2 separate regions of the Sus scrofa genome follow, and region 2 is linked to region 1. A link is a contact called in public HiChIP or PLAC-seq data. All regions are on one chromosome and are shown on one strand. The core of a region is the stretch at or near the end of the contact, and the rest is flanking DNA. Distances in the headings are between cores, read along the strand shown. Region 1 holds the start of CNOT7 (CCR4-NOT transcription complex subunit 7). Region 2 holds the start of FGL1 (fibrinogen-like protein 1).

Region 1 (4,481 bases), core at 1,289-3,788:
CATTAATTAGAGAAAGAGAATTAAAGAGACTCCTAAAATGGGATTTTCTGAACTATAGCAAGTTAAAAGAAAATACAAGTTGGAGGTAGATGAGGGAATGGGGTGGGGAAAGTTATGAAGGAGGGCACAAAGAAAAAAGTCACCTTTATGGCCAGGAAGGGATAGAGTATGAAACATGAGGGAAGTGGGCAGCGTGCAACAAGATACTCGTATTCATAAAGGAGGGAGTTTTGTATTATTCATTAAAATACCATTCAAAACATTCTTTCAGCCTTTGCAGAGTGCACCTTCAGAATAACCAGTCACAATATCTTTTTGTATAGAAATCTTTAAGTTGTATTACTGAATTTGGTTACTCAAGCAACATACTGTCAGATACTGCACAGATACATCATTTTTACCAGCTAGCTTTAAAATTATGCCATAAATTAAAGGGGCAGACTTAACAAGAATAGGTGGATAACATTTTTTTCTGGGATCCTACCATTCTTTGAAAACTGGAAGTACATGACTTACACAATTGTCACTATATATCCAACTATAGTTTATATAAATGTGAAATATTTCAATAAAACAAAACTTCAAATATTTTTACAAAAGGACCAAGTACTTAAAGTTAGCTGTTCACAACATTACAAAATACATAGATAATGTCACTTGTCTGATTTCATGATTTCTGGCTCAAAAAATACAAATAAAGTGGATCCTTTCTGCATTTGACTCAGGTATTTACTGATCCTCTTAAGCCAATCCCAGAACTCCTTAGATTAGCAATTCCTGCTTTAGCATCTCACCTTATTTGGGAGGCAAAAATATATATATTAAAAGTAATTAATTCCAAAGGTGTGGTTCTACAAAATATTCCAATAGTAGTGCTAGCATAGTATGCAAACAGTCTTCCAAGGTGACACCTTCTAAGAGACAAACTTTTGTTATGTTTGTTCAAAAGAAGTCACCTTATTTTATAATAAGGAGTCACCTTATTTTTATTTTATAAAAGTAGCTCTTACAGGTTAGTACAGAACACTATTTAGAATAAGAATGACTTGTAAGAACTCTGGGAACTTAATTTTCCAAAAAGAAAGCTACCATTAAATCAGATACCATACCATTCTTTCTTCTTAGTACCACAAAATTCCACTTTTCTAAAGTTCTCAACAAGCAGAACACTGAAGTTCAATCAGTAACAGGCCTCATTTTTGCCAAACTGAATTTGCAGTGATTTTTTTCCTTTAATACATCCAATTTAAAACTATTCTGTACTATACCTTGCTTGGGAAAAACCACTGATCTAACAGCTAGAATGGCCCTTTAGTAGCTCCAACAGAAATTAATCAATTTTGATATCTCTAAATATATATATTTTAAATGTATGAAAAGTCTATTTTAAAAGGGCCTAAAAGGAGTTCCCGTCATGGCTCAGTGGTTAACGAATCTGACTAGGAACCATAAGGTTGCAGGTTCGATCCCTGGCCTTGCTCAGTGGGTTAACGATCAGGCGCGTTGCTGTGAGCTGTGGTGTAGGTTGCAGACGCGGCTGGGATCCTGCGTTGCTGTGGCTCTGGTGTAGGCCGGCGGCGGCTACCGCTCCGATTCGACCCCTAGCCTGGGAAGCTCCATATGCCGCGGGAGCGGCCTAAGAAATGACAAAAAGACAGAAAAATAAAAAATAAAAAGGGCTAAAGATGTTGTCATCTTTACATTAAAATACAGGCTGTTACACGTAAATGTACTTGCATAATATAAAGAGATCTAATTTTTGAAAGCCACTAGGTCACAGGTATTTGCAATAGAAAGAGCTGCAGCACACCAGTTTGCAATAAAGATAATTAAAATAATTTAAATTGCAAAATATTTCTAATCTGACCACGCTGAAACCGAAAAACTCATAGGACGCCAATAGTACAAGATGAATATAAAGCAATTCCTGAATGTGAGAGCAAGAATAATAAAGTGAGAAATGTAGAGACTGGTAGTGCGAGATGAGGAGAGGTTGCTGGAACAGGGTAAATCTATTAGACTTGAGGATTGAAAAACTGTCCTCCCAGAGAACTCACTGATGAAAACTTCTGTCTTCCCTTTCTTTCGATGTTAAAAGTTTTGTTTTATTTTGTTTTTTCAAGAATGGTCCACTCTTTGTGAAACTTGGAGATTACTCTTCACAATTCATTTTAGCCAAGTACAAAATTTTAACATTCTGCCAAAGCGGCAATCAGGTGGGCAAAGGGAAAGGTTAATGAGGAAGGCGGGCAAAGCAAGGCATATTGGATACAGACTGTGAAACAGACTAGTCAGCGGCGATGTGTCAGGAGGGATGAGTAAATCAGAATTAGAGAAGCTGAGCAGTGAGTGGGAAGGAGGGAAGGAGGGCCCGGAAGAAAATTCCTGAACGTGGGTCAGGGATGGAAGAACTGGCGCGTGACCCAGGACGAAGGGGGAGGTATGTCAAAGGAGGCCGCTGGCGGGGAGTCGGCCTGAGGAGCTGCGAAAGTGCTTAAGACCAGCCCGCCCTCCCGCCCTACTTTTTCCTTAGGTTGGAGAGGCAGCTACCAGTCACCTGGAGTGTGAGTTCCGGAGGGACTCGATCAGGCGCTGCTTCTGCTGTTGGAGGCTGGTGAGGCCACCGGGGGACCCAGCTGCGGAGGAGGAGGCGCTCTTGGTCAGGGGAAAGAGCCAGCTCATCCTCCACGGGTCCCCGGGCCCGAGGCCCTAGAAGGCTCTGGCCTGTTTCTCCCAGCCGCTCAGCCAGGCGGTTCTCCAGCGACAGTGGAGGAGCGGGCAGGGACGCCCCGGCCCCAGTGCTGGGGAGTTGTCTTCTCTAAGCAAGCCCGGCCAGGGGTCCTCGGGGCCTGAGGAGCATGCTCTGACTGCGGGCAGCTGGAGAGAGGGAACTCGGCGCCCGGGACCGGTAGTCCTACCTTCACCGCCCTGACGCCCGACCAGCCAGTTAGGCTGCGTGACTGCCCAGCTCTCCGCCACCCCAGCCTCCGTCAACTGCGTGCCCCGCCCCCTTCTGCGTGTCACGTCATCATCTGGCGCTCCTGCCCGGACGTGAGAAGCGACGGCGCAGCGCGGTGCAGCGCAGCTCCGGCTCCCCTTTCCCCCTTGCCGGGCGAGAGGTGTCTATGGGGCACCCGCTGCCGCCGCCGCTACCGCCACCGCCGCCGCCGGGTGCTGTCTCTATGGCGAGGAGGAAGAGGAGGAGCGCGAGCTCAGCGACACAAGTAGATCTTGCGTCTGCCACAGACTTGGGGGGGAGGGGTGGGTTGGGGAAGTAGAAAGGGGGCGGGAACGGTGAACCTGAGAGGGTGCGCGATGGCGCCAGCTGGAGCGCGGCTGGAGGAGGAAAGGGCTGGGCGGCGGGGGGTGGGGAGGAGGGTTAACGGGGGTTGGGGGTATGTCAAGGGGATGGCGCGGAGTGATGACGCGAAGGCTTTGTACCTGGGGCTTCGTTGTGGGACGGAAATTGGGAGTGGAGGGCGGTGGCCTAGATCCTCAGCTCTTGGTATTCCTTCCTTGGCGGTGCTTGGGAGTCAATCGGGCTCCAGTCAGTGGTTATCAGCACCTTCGCACTGGCTCTTTGCCAGGGAAGAGAGTTAGCTATGACTTGAATGTGTCTGTACGGTCCTCGCGTTTGGTTGGAAACCCGCCGTTCTGAGATGCTGCCTCTAGTGATGAGAAGGCCTCTAATGCCTCTTCGGGGCTTTCTGGAACTGTAGTAGAGAGAGAGGTGGTGAAAGCAATGTTAAACTACAGGTTTTTTCCAAAGTGTGTGTGTGTGTGTGTGTGTGTGTCCGCGCGCGGGCGCGTGTGGTGTTTTTAGCAGAGTGAAGAGAGTTATAAAGGAGGGTTTCCCTGCATCTTTGGTTTCTGTTCTTAGAGCACTTAGGTTACATTTGTGACTGAAGCATTTAGAAGAGGAGGTCACAATTCCCTTTTTTACGGTTGTCTGTAATGATTTTTTCAAACGTGTGTGAAAAGTGAAGGAGCATCTGGAATTTCCCTGCTCAAGAATCAAAACTTTGGTCTGTAGTGTTATAATTTTATACCATGAAACCTGTGTTATGGGCCAAAAATGTAACGCGTGTTTGGTAACCAGGGAAAAATGCTCTGATTTTTAGGACATTAGAAAGAAACAATTTGAAACGGAGACACTCTATTGCTTCCTTTCTTTCTTCCATCTGCTGTTACAGACATTGAAACAGTTTCTGAGGCTGCTACTTATTGCTCAGAAAGAGCTTTTTTTTTAATTGGTTTACTTTTGGCCCCTCCAATATGACTTGAATAAATTCCAGTAAAGTAGATTTTGTAACCATATCAGACAAATGTTCAGTTCATGAGGAATAAAAGCAAATACTACCTTTGTCTAGTAACAAAGTGACATCTTTCACATGTAGTGGGTATTTTGCTTTTCATTTTTATCTGAAAAGGGATGTCTTTATGAAGTTCTATTCAGATAGTGAGTTGAATTCAGAGGAATC
Region 2 (4,481 bases), core at 808-3,307, 650 kb before region 1:
AAACCCTCGACGCTACATAAACACAAGGTTTACTTTTCAAGGTTTACTTTCTTAGTTTCAAAAACTAAGAATTACAATGGTTTCCAGTGGCCCTCACTGGGAAGGTGAAAGGGAAAGAGAGGAGCAGGTGCACCCGAAGCTTTACAACACCCACTCCAGTAACCAGAGAATACCAGAAGGCGGAGTCTGGAAGGTAGTTATGGGGCGGGGGTGGAAGGGGCACTCAGAAAGCCCGCTTCTTCTGACGCCAAAACACGATCCGTCACCCACAGAACCCAAGACACAGACAGACCTCGAATCGGTCCAAAAAAAAAAAAAAAAAAATCCAGACATGGCGATCGTGACGAAATTGAGGCGCGGGCGGCGGGATTAAAAATTCGGCCGGTCCACCTCCCAAGCAGGACTTTCCACCTAATTCCCAAACGTCAGTTTCTGCAAAGCTAGCAACGTTCCCCAAATCCCACTTGGCATTTAGTTTTCCCCTCTCTGGGCCGATCCGAACTGACCTGCAGTCAGGGATGGCGGGGGGAGGGAAGAGCTAGGAAATTTAACATTCCCGTCGCCAGCATAAAACCCCTCTTGGCCAAACTCAGGAACGCCTCCCCCGGCCCTTCCGCTCCAAGAACACCCGAGACAGCAAAAACGCCGCTGCTCACAGCCCAACCCCCAAATCGCGTCGCTCCTCATCCGCCCTTCGCCACCCCAAATTCTGGACATCCAGAGCCCCACAGAATGGAATCTAGGGGGAAGAGGGGAGAGCAGAAGCGCAGTGATGAAGGCCCCTGGCTATGAAAAACTAGACTCCCCGCCCCTGGCAATCAAACCGCAGCCCCCTACTCCGTTTCCTCCCCTCGCAACGGACATTCCTGGAACTCCCGAGGCGCAGGGCGGCCTCCTCCGCGGGCAAGAAAGAGAGAGGGGCGGGGAGGCTAGAAGGGAGTTCCGAAAACGCCACTGCGTCTCCAGAAGCGTACCCCGAGATTGCGTCGGTCCGTCCGGAGTAGGGGCGGGCTGCCTGCCCAGCAGACTGGAAGCAAGAGGACCCAGGAGCCCAGACCCAGGCCCTCCAGGGTCAAGCGTGTCAGGGCCGTCGCTCTCCCGCCCAGAGCCGCGCTACCCTCGGTTGCCAAGGGCTGAGGACGCGCAGGCATTACCTGTAAACGAAGCACAAGCTCCTGCCAAGAGCGGAGGAGCGGTCGCTCCCACGCCCCGCCACCGGCAGCGGTCTTCCCTTCGAGTCCGAGCCAGGGAGAGTCCCCAAGTTCCCTGGCTGCTCAGGGCCCAATGGCCGCCTCTTCTACTTCAGCTACTCGGCGCCAACCGCCGCAGCCACCGCCATCTTAGGATCTCATTGTGGTGGGAGAAGAGGGGCGGGGGGACTGCAGAGGGGCAACGGGAGGGGAGACATGCGCCGTCTCCGCGGCAACGGCCGCGCGGGGGCGAAACTCGCCCGGGCGGGAGCTACAGTGTGATCCACGCTCTAGACTGGAGTCATGTGATCCGCTGGAGTCTATGGTGTCACCTCTGGCAGCGGTGCCTATTGCACAAACGAGCCACTGGAGACTACATATCCCAGAATGCCAGGTCAACCTGAGGTTATACGCGCCCGCTCAGCCGCCCGAAAGAAATGACTACAAGTCCCAACATGCTGTGCGCTTCGGGCGCCGATCGCCCTGCCAGGGGCTGGAGGCCCTGACGGAAGTGGGTTGACTTCCGCCTCAGGCAGCTGGGAAATGCGCGGAGGCGCGTAGTGGTTTCCGTGGGGCTTCCAGCTCCGGGTTGTGCTTGCTGGAAAGGAAAGACTAAAGACTAAAGCTGGGCATCGCTCTCCTGTTCCCTGTCCACCAAGAGCTTCCTCACAGGAAGGTTGAAAACAAAAGCGCCCGTGCAATCTGGTCCTAAGTTTACACGTGAGGAAAATCCCATGAGTTAATTGGAGGAACATCATACAGCTGGTCAAGGATAGAGTCACACATGTTAATAATTAACACCGCCTTGGATTAATGCCCTACTTTTTCCTTTGAAGAACCAGCTGACCTTCATCAAAATTTAGTATCCAGAAGTTTTCTCTAAGACTATGGTCTTTGAATTCTTTTTTTATTCTTCTCTCAGCAGCGACACTTTTAAGGTTAGTTTATTTACACATTCTCCCTTAAAATGCTAGGGAATGCAAATTTGTTCGCGGGAAGCATAGTGAAGTCAAACAGAGAAATCATTTTGGAGCAGAGAAAAGTTAATTTTAGGGCCATGCAAAGAGAAGGGTGGCTCGTGCTGCTAAAACATGGAACTCTGTAAAGAGTTTTGGCAAAGCATTTTTAAAAGCCAGGTAAGGGAAGGGAGTTGCAGGGTGTGTGTTCAGCTCCTGCACAGCTCTCTGGTTGAAGGTGAAGTAACAGCGTGGTGTCTTCCGGGTTGACATCAATCCTTAGGCTCCAGGAGGCTAGAGGGCCATGGGCTCATTGTCATCAAGTAGTTAACATCGTGCGTTTTGTGGGAGGTTTTCACATCTGTAAAACAACTCTGAAAATGTGCATCAGATACTGTTATCTAGGTACTTCAGAGAGGAGCTAAAGCAGAGGATATGGGGGGAAAGACGTGCCCCCAAGGCCCCACAGGGTCCTACTTCATTACAAACCCCAAAAATATGGTCAAGTGACAACGCCTGTGTGGCTATCTGAAAATTTTGAAATGCTAGTCAATTTTTCTTGCATGCAAGGACATTGTTTTTTTAAGACCGTTTGTAATTGTGGGATAATTTTGTTTTACGCAAAATAAGAATAGGAAGAATGAAGAATGGCATCTGGGTTCCAACAGCAAATTGTTCTGTTACCAATAGAAATTTTTTCACAAAAGCAGTTAATAGAACTGCATCTCAGTACATAATTCAGATAAAACCCTTCCTGCTGCTGTAATTTGCAGCTGAATCCAGGTTCCATTCCAGTACAGTGATCTTTGACACTGTTTATTTGTCATACTTTTTTTTGGCCAGAGTGTGTAGTGGCTTGACATGGGATCTCAGTTCCCAGACCAAGGACTGAATCCATGCCATAGTGGTGAAAGCACTAAGTCCTAACCACTAGACTACTAGGGAACTCCCTGAGGTACATTTTAAAATACTTTCTGTATGTCTAATAGTGCTAATTACTTAGGTAACAAAAGCATAGTCCATGCCCTTTAAAAGCAAATATTTTAGTGAATGATGAAGAAATAGGATATGATATAAATCAATTCTGTTTTGTAAGAAAACTCAGAGCACAGAGCAGCTAATGGATTGTATTTACTGTAGTCCACCGTGCCTTAGGCCTCATTGTAATTCCACCGTGCTCTAAGATCTTGGATAAGTTACTTAACCTTTCTGAGCTTCAATTTGCCTCATCTATGAAATGAGGAGAAACTAATAATATTCTTACCTTGGAAGGATTTTTTTAAAAATAGTGTTTATTTTGTACTAAGCATTTCATCTATTGTGATTTTCTTTTTATTTTTTTTTAATGGTTTACTTTTGCCCTTAATTTTTTATTTATTTATTTTTTTGTCTTTTTGCCATTTCTTGGGCCTCTCCCTCGGCATATGGAGGTTCCTAGGCTAGGGGCCAGTCTACGCCAGAGCCACAGCAACGCGGGATCCGAGCCGCGTCTGCGACCTACACCACAGCTCACGGCAACACCGGATCGTTAACCCACTGAGCAAGGGCAGGGATCGAACCCGCAACCTCATGGTTCCTAGTCGGATTCGTTAACCACTGCGCCACGATGGGAACTCCTATTGTGACTTTCTTAATTCTCACAACTATCCTGAAGAGATTGGTTCTGCATCAGTTCATTTTACCAATGATAGATTAAATAAATCACCAAAGTTCTGACAGCTCCTAGTGAAAGAGGCCAGGTCTAAACTGAGGTCTACTGACTCCTTGGAGGGATTTTTTGATTAAGAAAATGCACGGGAGGAGTTCCCGTCCTGGCTCAGTGGAAACAAATCCAACTAGGAACCATGAGATTGCGGCTTCGATCCCTGGCCTCACTCAGTGGTTTAAGGATCAGACGTTGCTGTGAGCTACCTGGTTGCGGATGTAGCTCGGATCTGGCATTGCTGTGGCTCTGGTATAGGTAGGCTGGCAGCTGCAAGTTTCGATTTGACCCCTAGCCTGGTAACCTCCATGTTCCTTGGATATGGCCCTAAAAAGCGAAAAAAAAAACAAAAAAAAAAAACACGGGAAAAAGTATTAGCATATGATAAGGTCTCAAAATATTAGCTGTAATCATCACCTTCATCACCATTTTGTTTTATGCATATATTTACTTCTTACATACTACATACTATGTATCATTTTTAAATATGTAGAAATATGTCATTAAAACAATTCAAAAGCATTACTGACATCATTATTGTCGTATTTTTTAAATTTATGAACCCTAAAAAATGATGTCAATACTATCATGTCTGGTGGGAGGAGTCTGAGAAAATTTTTTCATTAAAATGGG

The links. HiChIP or PLAC-seq counts read pairs in DNA pulled down with a chosen protein or histone mark.
Region 2: a contact with region 1 is called in an H3K27ac HiChIP or PLAC-seq map of alveolar macrophages. The contact joins the promoter of FGL1 here to the promoter of CNOT7 in region 1. A contact is called at or near these places in 1 of 5 promoter capture datasets (fetal skeletal muscle), 2 of 47 Hi-C or Micro-C datasets (heart right ventricle and liver) and 2 of 2 datasets of contacts at active chromatin or transcription factors (alveolar macrophages and skeletal muscle).

The regions. Positions count from the first base shown.
Region 1 is chr17:4,948,150-4,952,630 of Sscrofa11.1, reverse strand. It overlaps CNOT7 (CCR4-NOT transcription complex subunit 7), which reads left to right and starts at 2,538. Exons shown (of 7, transcript XM_005672641.3): 1 at 2,538-3,224. VPS37A (vacuolar protein sorting-associated protein 37A) reads right to left here and starts at 2,720. Exons shown (of 13, transcript XM_021078071.1): 1 at 2,558-2,720. The coding sequence starts at 2,682.
Region 2 is chr17:5,594,010-5,598,490 of Sscrofa11.1, reverse strand. FGL1 (fibrinogen-like protein 1) reads left to right here and starts at 2,057. Exons shown (of 8, transcript XM_021077952.1): 1 at 2,057-2,128. It overlaps PCM1 (pericentriolar material 1 protein), which reads right to left and starts at 1,492. Exons shown (of 41, transcript XM_021077917.1): 1 at 1,155-1,492.